Regions from separate parts of the Mus musculus genome. Here region 2 is linked to region 1. The links are chromatin contacts, called in public HiCAR-type maps. All regions are on one chromosome and are shown on one strand. Each heading gives the region's core, a stretch centred on a gene start, on an enhancer-like site or on the middle of the called end of the contact. The rest is flanking DNA. Distances are from core to core; before and after follow the strand shown. Region 1 holds the start of Mael (maelstrom spermatogenic transposon silencer). Region 2 overlaps Ildr2 (immunoglobulin-like domain containing receptor 2).

The links. HiCAR-type assays count read pairs that join an accessible place to other places.
Region 2: a contact with region 1 is called in a HiCAR-type map of astrocytes, with 4 times the contacts expected there. The contact joins the enhancer-like site here to the promoter of Mael in region 1. A contact is called at or near these places in 7 of 39 promoter capture datasets (the 3T3-L1 cell line, 3T3-L1-derived adipocytes, the SN4741 cell line and 3 more), 3 of 484 Hi-C or Micro-C datasets (differentiating embryonic stem cells, embryonic stem cells and forebrain), 3 of 115 datasets of contacts at active chromatin or transcription factors (astrocytes, embryonic stem cells and stem cell-derived neural progenitor cells) and 3 of 9 other capture datasets (adipose tissue, liver and pancreatic islet).

The regions. Positions count from the first base shown.
Region 1 is chr1:166,236,281-166,240,644 of GRCm38.p6, reverse strand. It overlaps Mael (maelstrom spermatogenic transposon silencer), which reads left to right and starts at 1,901. Exons shown (of 12, transcript NM_175296.4): 1 at 1,901-2,110; 2 at 2,290-2,382; 3 at 3,673-3,772. The coding sequence starts at 1,979.
Region 2 is chr1:166,280,282-166,284,645 of GRCm38.p6, reverse strand. The region is part of intron 3 of Ildr2 (immunoglobulin-like domain containing receptor 2); the gene reads right to left. Among named protein-coding and RNA genes, the nearest start is that of Ildr2, 28 kb to the right of the region's middle. Within about 2 kb of position 1,850, at least 121 of the 459 cell types and tissues checked have an H3K27ac peak or open chromatin away from gene starts, as enhancers often do. A contact at or near this core is called in adipose tissue, astrocytes, differentiating embryonic stem cells and 5 more, where this site is marked.

The sequences.
Region 1 (4,364 bases), core at 652-3,151:
CTCTTACTCAATCCTATGGGAAAAGGGGCATTCATTTTATGAGGCAGTAACAACCCTGATACCAATATTTAGTAAGAACAGCTGTCCAATCACGTGTGACTTGGGTCTTGGAACCCTCCCTAACCACAGGCAGAGATGGAATAAAGAAAGAACAGATGTACACAGACCCACAGTGTCGCTGGGATCTGGTGTGAGTCTTCTAACCTGCTGATACCTAGAACCTCAATATATCTATTAGGTACCAAAGAAGGGGAGTTAGCGAGTCGCCATAGGAGGTCTGTGCAGGTGAGCAGTTTCAGACTGTAAACATCCACTCGGGGGCCACAGTAATTGCTAGCACTGAGCAATCAATTATTCATTCATAAACATTCATTCTCATACTCTCCAGGAAAGCTTTATCATTTCTCTGGCGCCTGGCCCATATAGGTAACAACTTTGCCAGTTTCTCACTGGTATGTTTTGGGTCATGGTCCTGCCCACGTCAACAAAAGCACATTCTTTCGGGACGCTACTCACTCAGAACTTCCTCTGATCCCTAAAGGAAGCACCACAAAAACAATCCATTATCTACTAAGACAGAAAAACGTTTTTAAAGTGTCAGCAACACTTCAAGTGTCAGCGACGATTCATGATCAAGAAGAGTGTATACTATAAATGTTGACTGGTTCAATACCAGAAAAATTTAGCAACATTACTAGCAAACAATTAAAACTGAGGTCATTGCTAGGCTGGGACTCCTGTTCAGTCTCTTCACAAGCTGGAAAACCCTGTTTATTCCCCTTCCACCAACTCCACCTACAAAGAAAAAACACCTCACTACTCAGTGTTCCAGCAACCCACCCATGAGTGCCTGCTCAGGGGCTCACTTTTTGACCATGTAAGGGCAAATACCAGCTCCTAACTCACATGTCATCACCCCATGCCCAAGACCCATTAAAAAACCAACCAACCAAACAAACAAAAAAACTAACCCTTGTTTTTGCCTGGATATGTGACCTTGCTGACCTTGACCTGTGAAATCCGATGAACCCACCAGAGAGCTGCCTCCAAATAAACCTGCCATTATCTACTTTTAATCTGGTCTAATCTGGCTGATTATCTGTCAGTGACAGAGAGAAAAGATGATCAAGTTATCTGAAAAGATAAAAATTTTAAATGAATTTTCAACTCTACTTATACACAAATTAAGTAACTCGAATACACAAAGGAATGTAGTTGGGAAGTGCAATGAGAAAACCCAGGCAAGATCAAGCAGCACAGTTTGAACCAGTATGAGAACTCACTATTACTAAATACACAGGCTCAACCTTGAGTCAGCAGTAACCAAGTAGATGAGAAAAGCATTTCACAATAACTTCGAAAAATGATACCTACTAATAAAACTGACCCCTCCCCAAATTACCCAGACCTTATAAGAAAGCCTATAAAACTTTATTCATGGATGTTTTGTGAAACAGAAGTTTTCAAATATGTTGTGGTTGTTGTTGTTGTTTGTCGTCGTCTTGAAAACACCCTCCTGTCCCCACCTTTTCCCTCTCAGTGCTTTACACAAGCTCGCTAGTTCGGGAATGTGAAACACCCAGGAACCGAAAGCACCTGCGAGTCCTCTTCCTACTAACGGGGTACATCAAGCAACAATGTACAGGGAAAAAATAATAATAAAAGTACCAGGCCTACCACGTGACAATCCCCGCCTACCGGGCAAGCGAGTCAGCCAATCACAGTGCTCTCCCCACCTGCGCCTCGCTCCTCCTCCCTCCCGCCCCCTCCGCCCCCTCACGCACGAGGTGGAATCCAGTTTCAGGCTGTTTTCACCCCCACAGCAGGGGGCCCAATGCGGCTGCGCGCTGCACCCTGATTGGCCAAGTGCCGGGCTGAAGCGCGCGCAGGCTCCGAGCTCGGTTACTAAGGGCGGGAGCCCGGCAAGGGCGCCGGCTGCTTGCTGCGTCTCTGGAGGGCGTCGAGGCCCGACGACGCCATGCCCAACCGCAGGGCCAGCCGCAATGCCTACTATTTCTTCGTACAGGAGAAGATTCCCGAACTGCGCCGGCGAGGCCTGCCGGTGGCCCGCGTGGCAGACGCCATCCCCTACTGCTCGGCCGACTGGGCGGTGAGGCAGCGGGCAGTTGGGCAGCGGGGAGGGCGCGGTGGGAACCCAGCCTGGGGGGAGCCCGTGGAGGGGACACAGCCCAAGGGCAGGACCAACCGACAGAACCTTCCAGAACCGGGGTGTGGATCGGACGCCTCACCCTCACAGCTCGCCTCTCTTGTATCCCTCTTCTCCCCAAGCTCTTGAGGGAGGATGAGAAGGAGAAATACTCAGAAATGGCTCGAGAGTGGAGAGCAGCCCAGGGAAAGGATTCTGGGCCTTCAGAGAAGCAGGTAAGGGCAGCCACCTCTCGCCCGCCCACCCTTGGACTCCAGCCACGGTGGAGCCCGAGGAACCTTCGGGAAGTTTCCAGATAGTGCAGAAGCCCCAGGGGAAAGGCAGGTTTGGGGTTGGGGGTCAGGGTTTGCACTAAACGGCTCCCCGACTGCCTTTCAGTTCTTACCGGTTAGACAGCTGTAATAATAATTTTTAAAAAGCGTAGGCTTTTATTTAAATGGTTCCTAGAAACAAGCTTGTTAACAGTTCTTTAAATATTGTAATAACAAGACGTGAAGACCTGGGTTAACATTTGTAGATCCTACAGAACCCCCCCCCCCCCCAAATAGTTAAGCAAATTCCAGAGTATTGGGATAGTAGACTACTAAGTCAGTATCTACAAGGTCAATAAAGAAGTCTTTTTCTTCTCCCTTATGCTGCTTTTCTGTTTGTACATACCGAAATTTCATTCTTAAATTTGTGACATTGGATTGAAATTCAAAATTGTGGCAAGTTATTTGTAAATATGGTAGGTAGATTTACATTTTAAGTTGATGTCTTAAGTCAGGTGGATTTTTGAGGATCTGTGCTTGTGAGCTTTGATTGCTCTTATCAGATTTTTCTATAAAACATATCTCCTTAAGGGACTAGTGATGGCTCACTGGCTAAAAGCTCTGGCTACTCTTCCAAAAGTTCCAGATTTGAGTCGGTGCACCCACATGGTGACTCACAGCCATCTGTAACTCCAGTTCCCAAGGGTTCTGATGCCCTCCTCTGGCTTCCACTGGTGCTGCGCACACACACGTGACACACATACATGCAGCCAAGCACACACACGGGGGGGGGGGGGGGGGGGAATGAAAATTTGAAGAAAAAATTCTCCACAAAACTTAAGTATATTGTACGTGCTTGAGTTGTGATAGTTGGAGGCACAACCTTTTGTAATTTTCACTTTTAAATGAAAACCACAAATAACATTATAGACTTTAGGATTTTGTTCTGTTTTCTTTAAATACTCTTATTCTGCACACCAGCCTGGCGTTTAGTAGGTAGTGACTCGGGGAAGTAAGATGATAGAGAGTGCGCAAATGGCTTTCAGCTATAGCTACTTATACTCGCCTTCCCATAGAGTGCTGTGGTTGGCTGGTATTTACTGATAAAAATAATGTTTTCATTGGCCTTGAGGGAATGCTGACATAGTCCACGGGCTATTTTGAGGTTACTTTATTACATTTAAATATGGGAAGTAAAGTATCTAGCAATGGCTCTGCTTAAAAGTGTTTGATTGGTGATTCTCTTACTTTCAGAAACTTGTATCTACACCACTGAGGAGGCCAGGCATGCTTGTACCAAAACCAAGTATTTCTCCCCCTGATATGTCAAATTTATCTATAAAAAGTGATCAAGGTAGAGTATTCCTAAAATACTTCACTCAAATTTGGATAGCATATTGGGCAATTTTTTAAAAAATGTTCTGTATGATGTGGGAGGATGGAAATAGTGTTTGCCATGCCATGGAAAGGACCTGCACCCATATAAAGAGTGGTGGTCATGCTAGCTTATAATCCCTGTGCTGGGAGGTGGAGACACAACAGCTAGGCAGCCTGGCTAGTTAGTAAACCTCAGATGCCCATGAGAGATCCATCACAAAGAAACATGGACAACTCCTAGAGAGTGACACTAGAGATTGGTGTGTGATAGCCTCACTCAAGGACATCAAGTCCCCACACCCATGCAAGTGCATCCCACCCCCAAAATGTGTTTTGTTCATTTGATCCTACATTTCAAAATCCTTGACTATACAGGTTTAAACATGCTAGCACTGATGGAATGCTGGATAAACTAATTTGCATTTGTTGAAATAATACTGGGAAGTTATTGTAACAAAAGTCTCTTGGTTTCTACCACTTCATATATTATAAAACATTAGTCTTCTTTGTAGCTTCCATACTTAGATTATAGAGGTAGACAAGAAGGATAAGGCTTTTAACCTATTTCC
Region 2 (4,364 bases), core at 601-3,100, 44 kb before region 1:
TCAGGCATGCCAGGGCACCGTGAGAGCGAACTTCCTCTTCAGGAGGGTGGCAAACGCCTCCCCAGTCTTTGCGGTTCCAGCTTCTCCTTTCTGCTGAATGCTTCCAAGCTTTCCTGGGATGCTCGGGATCCATCTGCAGGGCTGTACTGTATCCACCCTCTGCACACTCCACTCCCAATCCTCAAAAATACTGCTTTTCTACCTCTCAGAGGAGAGCAGGTGCCTTCCTCTGGCCCTTGTCCGTATGTGTAAAGATGCTCCTAAGGGTTGTTTCTATGGCTATTTAAAATACCAAATATATTTGGAAATTTCCCAGGGGCACACACATGCCTGATTTTATTCTATATTCCCATGGCAACCATGCTTCCAATAAATATAGTTTATGACTATCTGTCACAAATGTGGATAGAGCTTCCTTTTCCTTCACATATATTTATAAACTATGTATTTAAGCATTTCTTGTGTTTATTTTTTTCCTTTTGTGTCTTTTATATTTTAGTTCACTTTAAATTATAGACTTAGAGGAGAATCACCCTGACAGTGAATTCTCTCTATATAGTGACTACTATTGGACCCTCTGCAATTAACTGTTAATAAAGGCTTCCAGGTCTTTGGCAGTGGGTTGTATGTTTGGTCAAAGGCCTTGACTTCTTTTATTTACACATTTTTAAATCATATTTTATGGCTCCAAAGGACCACAAAGGTTACCACAGCCTCCATCCGATGTCTTCAGAAAACCAGAGAGATTAAGAATCTTAAGGAAAGTTGTATAACTGCCTAAAAAGCAATCGAGGAATAGAACTGGGGTCTACTGACTCCAGCTGTCCTCCCTGCCCCCCACCCAAACATCCACCCCCATCCCCATGATGTCATGGTGCCTCTTAATCTCCTGGTATTTGCACTGAATGGCTGAAATCAGCCTGTGCTTGTGGAACTCCTCTGCTTACATAATGAAACTATAATTTCTGGATGTACAAAATGTTGGATGAGATTGTTGAAAAAAATCGCAACACGTCTTGCAATTGCAACTAGAAAAATGATTACTGGGATACATCGTGACACCGTGTGATCTAATTAAAAGACATACGGACAGAAACTAACAAACAATAATAATGGTTGCAAAGGTACTTGGCCTGTGCAAAGTGCTCTAGTGATCCAACCTCCGGCCCCCAAAACAGTGAATGGATGGAAAATATCATTAGTAATATAACATGCTTGACTTGGTCTGAGATGATGGAATATAGAAGAGAGCTAGACTGACTCAAAATTCGATGAGGATGGCGGGACACCACTGAAGGAGGAAATTGAGTTTGTGGGGATCAGTGTGGTTTCTTGCACTTTATTGTGCTGGGTGAAACAGATTTGCACAATGATATCCACTAGACTTGATCCAATATTCAGGGACCACTACTTTCCTTAACCAAAAAAGCCCTGAGGTCTCAGACAGGCACTGAGGGTACACTGCTATAAGGTCATTCAGGCCAGAGTTCCTGCCCTTTCCTTGGTGGCGAAGCGCTCTTGGGGTATAAAGGGCTTCCATGATGGACCCTTTCCCAGAGCCCTCTCTGGGAAGCCAATTCAACAAAATCCGAGGCGCTGTCCCCGTGTGAACCAAACCTGCATGCATTGAATAGAGGCAGCTGGCTTTGGAGAAAATGGAACTGTCTCCTGACCCGCTTTGACGGACTGCCATTCTTTCCTTGGGGGACTGAGCCGATTTCCCGGTACCACCCACTCCAGCGCTGGCCCTGTGTCCCCTCCCCCACGCAAGGGCTCAGAAGACTACAAAGAGCGCGCGGGTTGACCCAGCTGCTCCAGCACCTCCCGGGGTAACCACGGCAACCGAGGTGGTCAGGAATGCACGCTAATTGAAGGCCGTGTTCCTCCCACAGGGATGGGCAACAAGTGAGGCAAAAACAGTGAGCTGGGCTGCTTGTGAGGAGGGAGGGTAGAGCAGGCTTGGGGCCAGCCTTGGCTGGGGTGGCTGAGGGACTGGGCACTCATGAAGAGCGTCTGCCAGGCCTCATTTGGTTTTTAAGCGACGCAGGGCAATGCAAAGCTGTGTCAGGTCAGAAGTCTTTGGGTATATTTTCCAACCAGCTACCATTCCATGAAGGCACCTTCTTTCCCTGGGCTGCAGTGCTTGATTGATGTAGTTGAAGGGAGCTGTACATCCTAATGCCTCAGAAAACGGGGTGCCAAAATGAGACAACCCAAAGATAACAAAGTGTGTTGGGTCAGATAAACCCCAAGTTTATCACCATCAGGATGATTTCAAAGGGGGCTGGGACGTCAATGAGAAAATGTGAGTCTATTCTTAGCGGTCAATTCACAAGAGACTCATTAAATCTGCTTAAGAAAAAACCAACCGTTTAGCAGGAATACTTCAACATAGATTTCCTTAAAGAGGGTTCCCTCAGATTAGAGATGACACACTGGTGGGGGCATGTGGAGAGTGGCAAGAGGTAAGAGAAGGAACTAATAGCTACTGGATTTTTTTCTTAACAACCAGCCTTTGGGATGACTTTTAAGACCCCTCTCTCCTACAGATTGGGGAAACTAAGCTCGTATTAGTATACCAAGGGCTGTCTGGCCCCAAGCCTCTATGCCATGCTCACACTGGACCATGTGCAGTATCCAAGTGGACTTCCTTACACTTGGCATCTGGGATGTGTAAAGTCAGAGCATGAGTATCGTGAACTAGTCTGTATTGTAGGAGGCTCCAAAGCCTTCCCAGCCTCTCTTCACTGGGTTCATAACTCTTGGCCAGCGTGACAAGCAAAACAGGCATCCAAACACTGCCAAATGTCTCCTGCAGAGCAAGCACCCCTCTACTGAGAACCTGTGACACAGATACTTATTATCCAAGCACAGCTTTAATCCTTTTTTTTTTTTTAACTGTTCTTTCATCGCCACCAAACCACAACTTTTATCTTCATAAAGGACACAAAGTTTTAACAGGGACACAATGAAGTCATTTATGTATTTTGTGTCTTCATTGTGTGGGATCCCAGTACAGCTAAAAATACTCATGAAATTTTTTTTATCACAATTTAAATATAAATCTGAATTGAAGCAATACTGACCTGCTCTGTGGTGTCTATCAGTGAGCAAGATTAGGATTATGCAATGAGTTCCTGAAACTAAGAGAAGCTTGCCCAGAACATCAAAGGTTTGGCTCCATATCTTGGAGGGACTCTCTGCCTCTTCTCCTAGCTACAGTTTCTAAGAGGAGTTAGATGCCTGGGTAACTCCTCTGGCTCTCCTCTCTCCTTTCAATACATTTTCTCATTCTTCATAAAAACAGCAAGGGCGTCTGAGTAAATTTTAGGGCAGACCAGGCCAGGGATAGGACAAAGAGGCTGGAGAAGAGACATGAGAGCATTGCCCAGAACAGCCCACCCCTCATTTTGCCCCTCTGTTCATGGGAGTCTTTGGAATTATCTCAAGCCATCTAGAATTCTGAAGGTGCTGGTGTGTGCTAAAGTAGGATGCTTCCACCCTACCAGGGATGAGCCCAAGCCTGAAGCATGGTCAAGTCTGCAAATGAAATGTGGGGAGAGGAATGCAGAATTAGGAAGTTCGGAAGGAAGGTTCTCTCTCTGGACTTGGGGCCAGAGTGTGGCTCTGATAATTCCTTTCCCCCACCTCTCCCTTCTGCCAGGAGTAAACTTCTTTTTTCTTCCCCAATTCTTTTACCGTTCTCCCTCTGTTTGTAAATCTTCCAGAGAGAAACAGCAGCAGCCACTCTCTGAGATCAAAGTTTTAGCAGGCAACAAAAGACCTCCAAGGAGGCTGTTGCCATGGGAACTCTGGGAGCTGAGGCCCTTCTAATGGGCAAATCTCCCTGGTTAGCAGCACCAGGCTATGGCTGGCAAAGAGGGAGATGAGGGGGAGGGGGAGTCTTGGCAACAAGTAGCCTCTCTGAACAGCCTGAACTGAAATCACTGGGATGTGGGACAGGATTCAAACTGGAACTGCAGGGAAGCAGGGATGGGTGCCAGGGCATTTCCACACAATCTTAGGAAATACTTCCATTAAGTAGCCCTGGAGTCACCTCCTGGGAGATATCCCCTCCCTCAAATCCATTGATTAGTTAATCGGTTCTTAATGGCTTTTAAAAACACTAGTGAGCAGAGACATTTATTTTCTACCAGACACAGGACTGTGAATAGCTTGAATTAAGGAGAGAGAGAGAGAGAGAGAGAGAGAGGTCCATGCCCGCCCATTCTTTTACTTGCCTAGGTAATCTACGCAGTACTCTTGGGTAAGTCGCAGGAGGAGATGGAGGAAAAAAATAGAAAAATGACAGGAAGACAAAGGTAATTCTACAGCATTGTATTTATGGGAAAGAATCAATCCCA